Regions from separate parts of the Ovis aries genome. Here region 2 is linked to region 1. Evidence: chromatin contacts called from public Hi-C data. All regions are on one chromosome and are shown on one strand. Each heading gives the region's core, a stretch centred on a gene start, on an enhancer-like site or on the middle of the called end of the contact. The rest is flanking DNA. Distances are from core to core; before and after follow the strand shown. Region 1 has its middle 22 kb from the start of AK3. Region 2 holds the start of JAK2 (Janus kinase 2).

What was found. A called contact is a pair of places that touch in the nucleus more often than the background predicts.
Region 2: a contact with region 1 is called in a Hi-C map of blood, with 3 times the contacts expected there. The contact joins the promoter of JAK2 here to the enhancer-like site in region 1. A contact is called at or near these places in 4 of 16 Hi-C or Micro-C datasets (blood, hypothalamus and tail adipose tissue).

What each region holds. Positions count from the first base shown.
Region 1 is chr2:73,072,689-73,077,003 of ARS-UI_Ramb_v3.0, forward strand. No RefSeq gene overlaps it. Among named protein-coding and RNA genes, the nearest start is that of AK3, 22 kb to the left of the region's middle. Within about 2 kb of position 1,308, at least 22 of the 54 cell types and tissues checked have an H3K27ac peak or open chromatin away from gene starts, as enhancers often do. A contact at or near this core is called in tail adipose tissue, where this site is marked.
Region 2 is chr2:73,327,580-73,331,768 of ARS-UI_Ramb_v3.0, forward strand. JAK2 (Janus kinase 2) reads left to right here and starts at 1,792. Exons shown (of 25, transcript XM_042243421.2): 1 at 1,792-2,348; 2 at 2,664-2,743.

The sequences.
Region 1 (4,315 bases), core at 58-2,557:
TGACTACATGACTAACCTTTTAAAATCCTTTCCCTAGTAGTACAAAGTCTGAAAGCCTGAGTATTCCTCCTGGGCTGAATACTTTATTCTTCTGAGGTGCTGGAAGCGAGCCTCACAGTCTAGAAGCCAGGGCCCCATAGACCACTCTTCCTCCCGCTTCCAGCCTGCCCTCTCGACCCCCAGGGGCATCCGTGTGCAAATAACTGATAGGGCTGGCATAGGGCACTGGGAAGACTATCAGCAGGGCCAGAACGAGAAGTTGAGCTGTTTTCCTCCCAGCACAGAGCTTTCTGCCAGAGGCCCTCTGCGGAGGAAGGGGTGGAGGAGGGGCTTCTATCCCCTGCACGTAGAGGGGAGCAGTAGACACAAAGATAGGCACAAAGGAGAAGCAAAACCCCTGCTCTCTGCACAGCCTCCCAGCCTTACTGGGAAGGCGCAATCGAGAGGCATCACACAAATTTCGACCTGGTAGAAAATAACTTGCAAGTTCTGAATGACTCAGTATAAACTAGATGGAAGTGTTTAAAAGAAATGAGAGACAATACAGTTTCCCTTTTGCTTTCTTTTTACTCCTTGAACTGTCAAGTTCAAAAGTCACTAAACGTCATTTGTGGGGGGCTAGGAAGTTGGGACTTCCTGGATGGCTTCTGGTCACAGCAGTGGGCAAGAGCATTCTCCCAGATCCCCCACATGGGTCTGGTTGTCCTCAGGATGAGGGGTAGATGAGGACAGTTGCGGGGAGGTTGAGAGTACCAAGCAGGAGAGTGCCTGGTGGCAGATGTCCCTGTCTTTGTCCAGTGTCCCCTCCCCCAACCCAGGAGCAGGGGCATATCTGGGCCCAAGGGAGCTGTCCCCTGGAAGCAGGAGGGCCAAGTCTGCTGCAGCTGCAGGTAGCACCCAGTGTCTCTGACCAAATTGAGCATTGGGCCTCAGAGAACAAATGTGCTTTTAGAGAATCTGAGCAGCTTGAGGGGTAAAAGCAGAAGCACTACCAGTAATCTTTCTAGGAAGTCGAGGGCCTTGCCCAGGTGGCTGAGGTGAGAGTAACCAGCTGGGGGTGGGTTCTAGGGGCCACATAACGCCACACGTGTTACAGCAAGGGAGGCAGATCTGGCTCATGTGGTCTGGGAAGGGCAGCCTGGAGGAGAGCAGCAGGCCAGCCAGCCAGAGGCCCTATCCCTTTGGGGAACGCCCTGGCCAACAGGAGTGAACTGAGCAGCGGGCCAGGACTCAGCCTTGGGGTGGCCGTGGACCAGTGTGGGGCTGACACTGTCTCTCTCTGCTGGTAGCAGGGAGAACACATCGTCTAGACCAGACACAGGGAGATAAACTTCCTCCTGACCCATAGGGGATTGTGGAGGGCAGTGCTTCCTCCTCAAAGTGATCCTGCCTGTGGCAGGATGGGCAAGAGTAGGATGGCCCTGCTGGATGCGGGAGTCTTTGGGGGGAATCCCCCTCCCTTAAGTCAGGGAAGGGTTAGGAGGAGGTGCTGCTGAAGAACTCTGACCAGACTCTTCCTGCCCTGGAGGCTGTAGAAGATAAACTTGGCCTGATAAAAACCGAGCCAAGGTCAACGTTGCTCTGGGCTGGGTCTCCAGCTGGGATAGGGATCAGCCACTGGCTGCCCAGACGATTGGGTTCTCTCTGTAAGAGCTGGGTTTAAGGGTTGGAGTCATGGGAGTCCGTTCCCTGGTGGGTGTTAACTATTGTGATTGCAAGGCTGGTTCCTCCATCTTCTTAGATGGTTGATTAGGTGCAACATGGAATTCCTGGTATCAGTCCTCAAACCCATTCTTCTCTCATATTCTTCATCTTGACTGGTACCACCATCTACCAGATTGTTTAAACCAGAGAGCTAGACGTGATATTTGGTTTGGCTCTTCCCCTTCATATCAAATCTATTAGCAAGTCCTATCATTTCTGCGTCTGAAATATATCTCTAATATGCCCACTCCCTTCTCTCTCCACAATAATCAAAACCATCTGTCATCTGCTGCCCAGACAATGAGAGGACCCACTTTGTTGGTCTCATCACTTCCTCTTTCAGCAACCCCCTCCTCCGGTCTGCATATCACCCACCAACCAGCATACCCTCTGTGATTCTTGGGCACCCTGGTTATTTATTTCCTTCAGAGCACTTGTCACAAGTTGTATGTTTATTTTTGTCTTGCACTTTATTGTACATCTCCTTCACTAGCTCATGGCACCATGGGGCGGGGGATCTCGCCTGTTAACTTCTTTGCATTCTTGTATCCTTTCTGCCTAGCACAGTGCCTGGCACAGACTAGATAGTTTTTAAATGAATAACAGCAAGTCTAAGAGTTTAGATTTTAGTTAGTAAACAATGAGAACCTATGACACATTTCAGAGAAAGGACTAATAAAACATAAGGACGTGTTGGGGGAATAATGAAGCAACTTGATGGACATGAATTTGAATCCTCCTTACTAACATCTTTCCAGCTGAAGAGGCTTAAACCTGACCTGCCTCTTGAGAAACCTATATGCAGGTCAGGAAGCAAGTTAGAACTGGACATGGAACAATAGACAGATTCCAAATAGGAAAAGGAGTATGTCAAGGCTATATATTGTCAACCTGCTCATTTAACTTATACGCAGAGTACATCATGAGAAACACTGGGCTGGAAGAAGGACAAGCAAGAATCAAGATTGCCGGGAGAAATACCAATAACCTCAGATATGCAGATGACACCACCCTTATGGCAGAAAGTGAAGAGGAACTAAAAAGCCTCTTGATGAAAGTGAAAGAGGAGAGTGAATAAGTTGGCTTAAAGCTCAACATCCAGAAAACGAAGATCACGGCATCTGGTCCCATCACTTCATGGCCAATAGATGGGGAAACAGTGTCAGACTTTATTTTGGGGGGCTCCAGAATCACTGCAGATGGTGATTGCCGCCATGAAATTAAAAGACGCTTACTCCTTGGAAGGAAAGTTATGACCAACCTAGATGGCATATTCAAAAGCAGAGACATTACTTTGCCGACTAAGGTCTGTCTAGTCAAGGCTATGGTTTTTCCAGTGGTCATGTATGGATGTGAGAGTTGAACTGTGAAGAAAGCTGAGCGCTGAAGAATTGATGCTTTTGAACTGTGGTGTTGGAGAAGACTCTTGAGAGTCTCTTGGACTGCAAGGAGATCCAACCAGTCCATTCTAAAGAAGATCAGTCCTGGGTGTTCTTTGGAAGGACTGATGCTAAAGCTGAAACTCCAATACTTGTGGCCACCTCATGCGAAGAATTGACTCATTGGAAAAGACTCTGATGCTGGGAGGGATTGAGAGCAAGAGGAGAAGGGGACGACAGAGGATGAGATGGCTGGATGGCATCACTGACTCGATGGACATGAGTTTGGGTGAACTCCGGGAGTTGGTGATGGACAGGGAGGCCTGGTGTGCTGCAGTTCATTGGGTTGCAAAGAGCTGAACACAACTGAGCAACTGAACTGAACTGAACTGAGCTGATCTGAAAGTGTCTGGTGTTGTGAAATTCAAGGCAGAATTCTGGAGACAGTTTAAAGGAGAAATCTTTTTTCCCCAGTTTTATTGAGAAATCATTGATATACGTCACTATATAATTAAGATGCAGAGCAAGATGGTTTCATTTACGTATGTTGTAAAGTGATAGCTACAATAGGTTTGACTCATACCCATCTTCTCATAAAGATGCAATTTAAAAAAGAAAAGAATAAAGGAAAAAAATTTTCTCCCCTTTATGAGATAAAAGGAGAATTTCTGTCTTTGTAAATATGTGGAGAACAAAAGAGAGGGGCATTGATGTTGTAAGTCTGGTGAACCAGAAAACTATCGTTACTTCCTCTCTTAAAAAGAAAAGGGATGACATGACTGGGAAAAAACCTCAGATTTGAGCAGAAGATGAGTTTAGCTTTTAGACATGTTGAGTTTGAGATGATTATAAATATTTCTTATGGGCCACTGAAAACAGCCTAATAGGGAAACTTCTTTGACAATTTAGTCAGCCATGAAGTAGTTATTGAGTTTATTAAAGTTAAGGAATTACAATAAATTCTTTAATTCTAGCAGAAAGGAGAGAGATAAAACTTTAACATTCTGAATCCTGTGTTTAAGGAGACAATTTTGTGCCATGATTTTGTTACAGAAAGCACGACCATCAATAGGTATGCCGTTGGCTATTGAATATAGAAAGATTTTATTGTATGAGTACCAGTCATATATGGTTTAATTTCTACTTATGACAATATATAATGTTTTATAAGTTAGAGGGAAAGGGGAAAACTTTTTAAACTAAAAAATAAATATTCATTATGTCTATTGCTG
Region 2 (4,189 bases), core at 542-3,041, 260 kb after region 1:
TTCCCTGCAAAAAGGCAGTGGACAGTAACAGATACCATGCCTGGTTGAATAAACATATCATTGCAAAATTCAGAAATATTATTTACTACAATGACTGTATCTGTACTGTTTGGAGTTCTTAAACAGGTTTTTTGTTTTTTTTTTACCCCCCGCTTAAAGAGAATGCTTCCACTTCCAGAGTTCAGATACTTTTCATTTTAACTCTAATGTTAAGGTCACCTTCAGCACTTTATGTTCTTTGTGTGGGTCTGTGTTCTGGTTTCTAATCTAGTTAACAGTTTTGTTTGCTGGGGGAACTCTCATGATGGTTCCTGCTTGTAATTTCAGCCTTAATATTCTAAGCAGATTTTAGATTTGCTATTGTGTCACAACTCCTATTTCCAATTTCTTTTTAGAAACTAAACAACAGCAACAACAAAGCACTCTCTGGCATATTTTGCTTGTAAGACAGGAGCCATAGGAATGCAGTTTCCCAGTATATCCCTTTTAGGCGAAAACAGGGCTCCAGTTCATTATTTAAAGAAGTCAGTGTGGATTCAAGTCATTTCCTAGCCTGCTATCATTTGCTCAAAGACCTTTTGCAATGGGTCTTATGTAAGAAGAAATGCAGGAGTTGCTTTGGTGAGATTTAAAGGGACAATTAAGTACAAGCTAGACCTGAATTGCAGCATCATCTGTATGGTGAAACAGGGGCTATAAATGTATCTGTTTTTTCAGATTGACAGAAGGCTAACGACATATGCCTTTCAGACTGACAGAAGGCCCGACATAGCTGGATTACAGGCTCCTTCTTTGGCCTCACCTCTTACCGTTGTCCCTTCCTTTACTGTTCTTCAGCCACACTGACCTCCTTCCTGGTCCTTGAACTTGCCAAGCACATTCCCTTCTTAGGGTCTTTGCCTTTGCTAGTGTTTCTGCATGAAACTGTCTTCACAGATAGCCGCAGGACTGGCTCATTCTCCTTCTTCAGAGCTCCACTCAAATGTTACTCTGGGAGGTCTTTCCTGGCCATTCTAACTAAAATAGCACACTGCCTCCCCACTTCCTGCTCCTTTACTTTTCTTAGTGGCAATTATACTCTGGCACGTTATAAATTTAAGGCTTTTTATTTATTTTTGTCGCTTTATCAGAATACAAGCTCCAGTAGGGCAAGGGGTATGTGGGTTGTGTTCACATAGCATCTTTGGGGTCCTACCAAGAATGGCAAACAGTAGGTGCTCAGTAAATATTTGTTGACCCAATGAATGAGGCTCTTCGGGATGGTGGAAATTGTTTCTCGTTTGCCTGGCACTGCCGCCAGTCCGCAGGCATCTGGGCACCTCATCCCACCCTCATTTCTTTCCAGCAGAAGTGACTGATTGGAATCAGACTCCCAGAACTGCGCTGGCGCGATACGGTGAGTTAGGAACGCGTTGCACCAAACCCTCGGCGCGACTTCCCTCGGCCTCGCGACCAGGGTAAGTCTCTGCTGCGGTGCCAGGTTGTGCGCAGGGGAGTCCCTACACGGCCAGGCTGACTCACTCCCAGCCGCCTCCACGGCGGGCGGCGGCCACGCACACGCCCATCTGCGGAGGGCCCGGCCCAGCTCAAGTTCCCCGCCCGCTCACGCCCAGGGGCCACCGCGGGAATCTCCGCGCACGCCGGTTTGTTTCCTGAGAAGCCCAGGCTCTGTGTAGCCAGTCGTCGGCCGCCCCCGGCGCGCGTCGGTGAAAACGCAGCCTGGGTGGAGCGGCGCACGCGCAGTCCGGGGGTGCGCGCCAGGCGCCGGCCCCGCACCGAGGCGGTCTCTGCAGTGAGCAAGACGCCAGACCAGAGGCCAACTGGGAGGCTGAGTCGGACGTAAATAGGACGTCCCAGCCAGTGTCGCCTGCGGGGCTGAGAAGACGGTGTGACTGCGGAGAGGGTGGAGACGACGACTGTGACGGGCTTCCCGGTTGCCCAAAGTGGGAGTGGTGTGGGTTGCAGGAAGGAGAGAGGAAGAGGAGCAGGAGCGGGCCGCAGCGGCCGACGCTAACGGCCTTCCTGAGCGCTGACAGGCTGGGCCCGCGTCCTGCTCGCTCCACAGTGCGCGCCGCCGCCTCGGGCCCTCGGCCCCTGGGTCCGGACTTGGTGGCAGAGCGTAGGGGCGGAGGGCTCCTATTGCAGCGCAGGGAAAGGCCAGATCTTCGCCGCCGAGGGATGTGAGTGAGAGCCGAACCCGCACGGGAGGGCCCGCGAGGTCTCAGCCTGGCGGACACTCGGACCTTTGCCTGTTCCAGGGGCTTCGTAGTGTGGCCAGCCGGAGGCACCGGGTAAGAGCAGTCCCCTCGGGCTTGGGGGCGCGTCCTCGTCGCCACATCCGTGCGGCGGTGAGTGTTATTGCTGCCTGGGCTCCAGGTGGAGGGCAGCAGTTCTCTCTCTCCTCCTCTCCACCCCGATCTCCCCTTCCCCCCTGCTAGTGTCAGTAAACTCGGCAAGAAAATCCTCCCTTTTAGAAGGAAACCTCGGACGGAGTGTCTTGCTGTTGATACTTGCATCCTTATGTGCCTGATACTCCTCCTCCCCTTTACTTATCTCTCTTTTAAAATTTTCTAGACATCTGAACAGCCTAGAAAAGAGCATCTATTTCCCCTGGATTTCTGCGGTAGTAACTGCCGCTTTTTTTTTTTTTTTTTTCCTTTTAGGTTTCGGAAGCAGGCAAGGCAACAAGATGTGATCTGTTTCTCTTCTGCAGAAGAGGCCCTTCCAGCCCCTTTCCCCGAAGGTGGGTGAGCGATCCTGACTGCAGTCCTTTTTCTCTGCAGTGAAGACGAGGGTGTCTTGAGGTGTGAGTCCGTGCGTAGGAAGGTTGGAAGCGTGTGTCGACAGGCAGGGCTCATTGTTGCTTCTTTGAAAATGGCAGTGCTGAACTTTGAATGTTGCCCTGGGAGGGTAATTTTGGGCTTTATTGTTGTTCTTTAAGAAACAGTCTTCATTTGTTTCTCTGCTGATTGTACATTGTTTTTCTTTGCAGAGAAAAACGTCATCCAATACCCTTTCTCCTCAAGCAACCAAAGATTCTTAATCTTTGAGGCAGGAACATTTTCAAGTAATAAGAGATACTTATTGAGAGGACACTTTAGCTGCTCTTGCTGGGGTTTCTGCTACCGCATAGAATGCTTCCTGGACAGCTTTATCTGCTTAAGTTTACTTTGTCGGTTGAATTTACCCATTTTGCTTTCCGGTGGTTATTAATCTGTCCGGAGGAACTCCTTTTTCTCTGAATGAAAGGATAGAGGCAGCTGAGTATGTCATAGGGGGAGGAGAAATGTGGAGGAGGAAACTGCAAGTGGTAATAAGTGATGACGATTGGTTTTGGTTTCATAATAGGTTTGTTGGGCTACTGCAGGTATTCTGCTATAACACCCAACGGATATTAAGATGAATTATCAACCTTTTTCCTCCCTTTCCCTCCCCCCTTTACCACTTTGGGTATGAGAATCCCTTGCTCCTGTGTGCGCATATCTTTTAATATGTAACATATTTGCAAACTGGATGTGTCCAGCATTTGCCTTAACATGTATTTACCTGTACAGGAAAACTACAGTACTTGCTGACTAGATAAGCATACAATGCTTGTTTCTTTCTCTGAGTGTCCTACGTTTGGAGTATTTAGCATGTTTTAGGAACCCATTAAAGAAGAGTTTACTTCATTTGCTGGTTTTTCCTAGTGATTTGAGACAGGTGTCTCAGGTATAGGAAGGGAACATGGTTTTCTTCTCTACTTCAACTGGCTGTTGCTGAAAGATGAGATGCTTTTTAGACCAAATAGGGAAGGACCTTGACTTTGGGGTCAGATTGGGTTTGAATTCTGGTGTTCCTGCTTTTTAATAGTGTTATTTAAAATCTCTTTGAGCCTCACTTTCTTATAAGATTGTTGTGGAGATTGAATAAAATTATGCATGCAAAGTAGTACATTGCTTGGCTACTGTGAAAGTCATGGCTATTCTCCCGACTGAGTAGGCAAAGAAAGGATGTTAGAGAAGGGCAGGATGACTGTAAAAGGTGATCTGCCAGTGACCAGTGTTTCTTCCTTTTTAGTCTAAGGAGAAAAAGGACTTTTATATCTTGAACTGGTTAAGGGGTCTTAGAGCCTTTTTATGGGAAGGTTTGACCTGTATCATCTCTCCTCACCCCTTCTGCCCCTCTGCGTTTGTGCTGCCTCTACCTA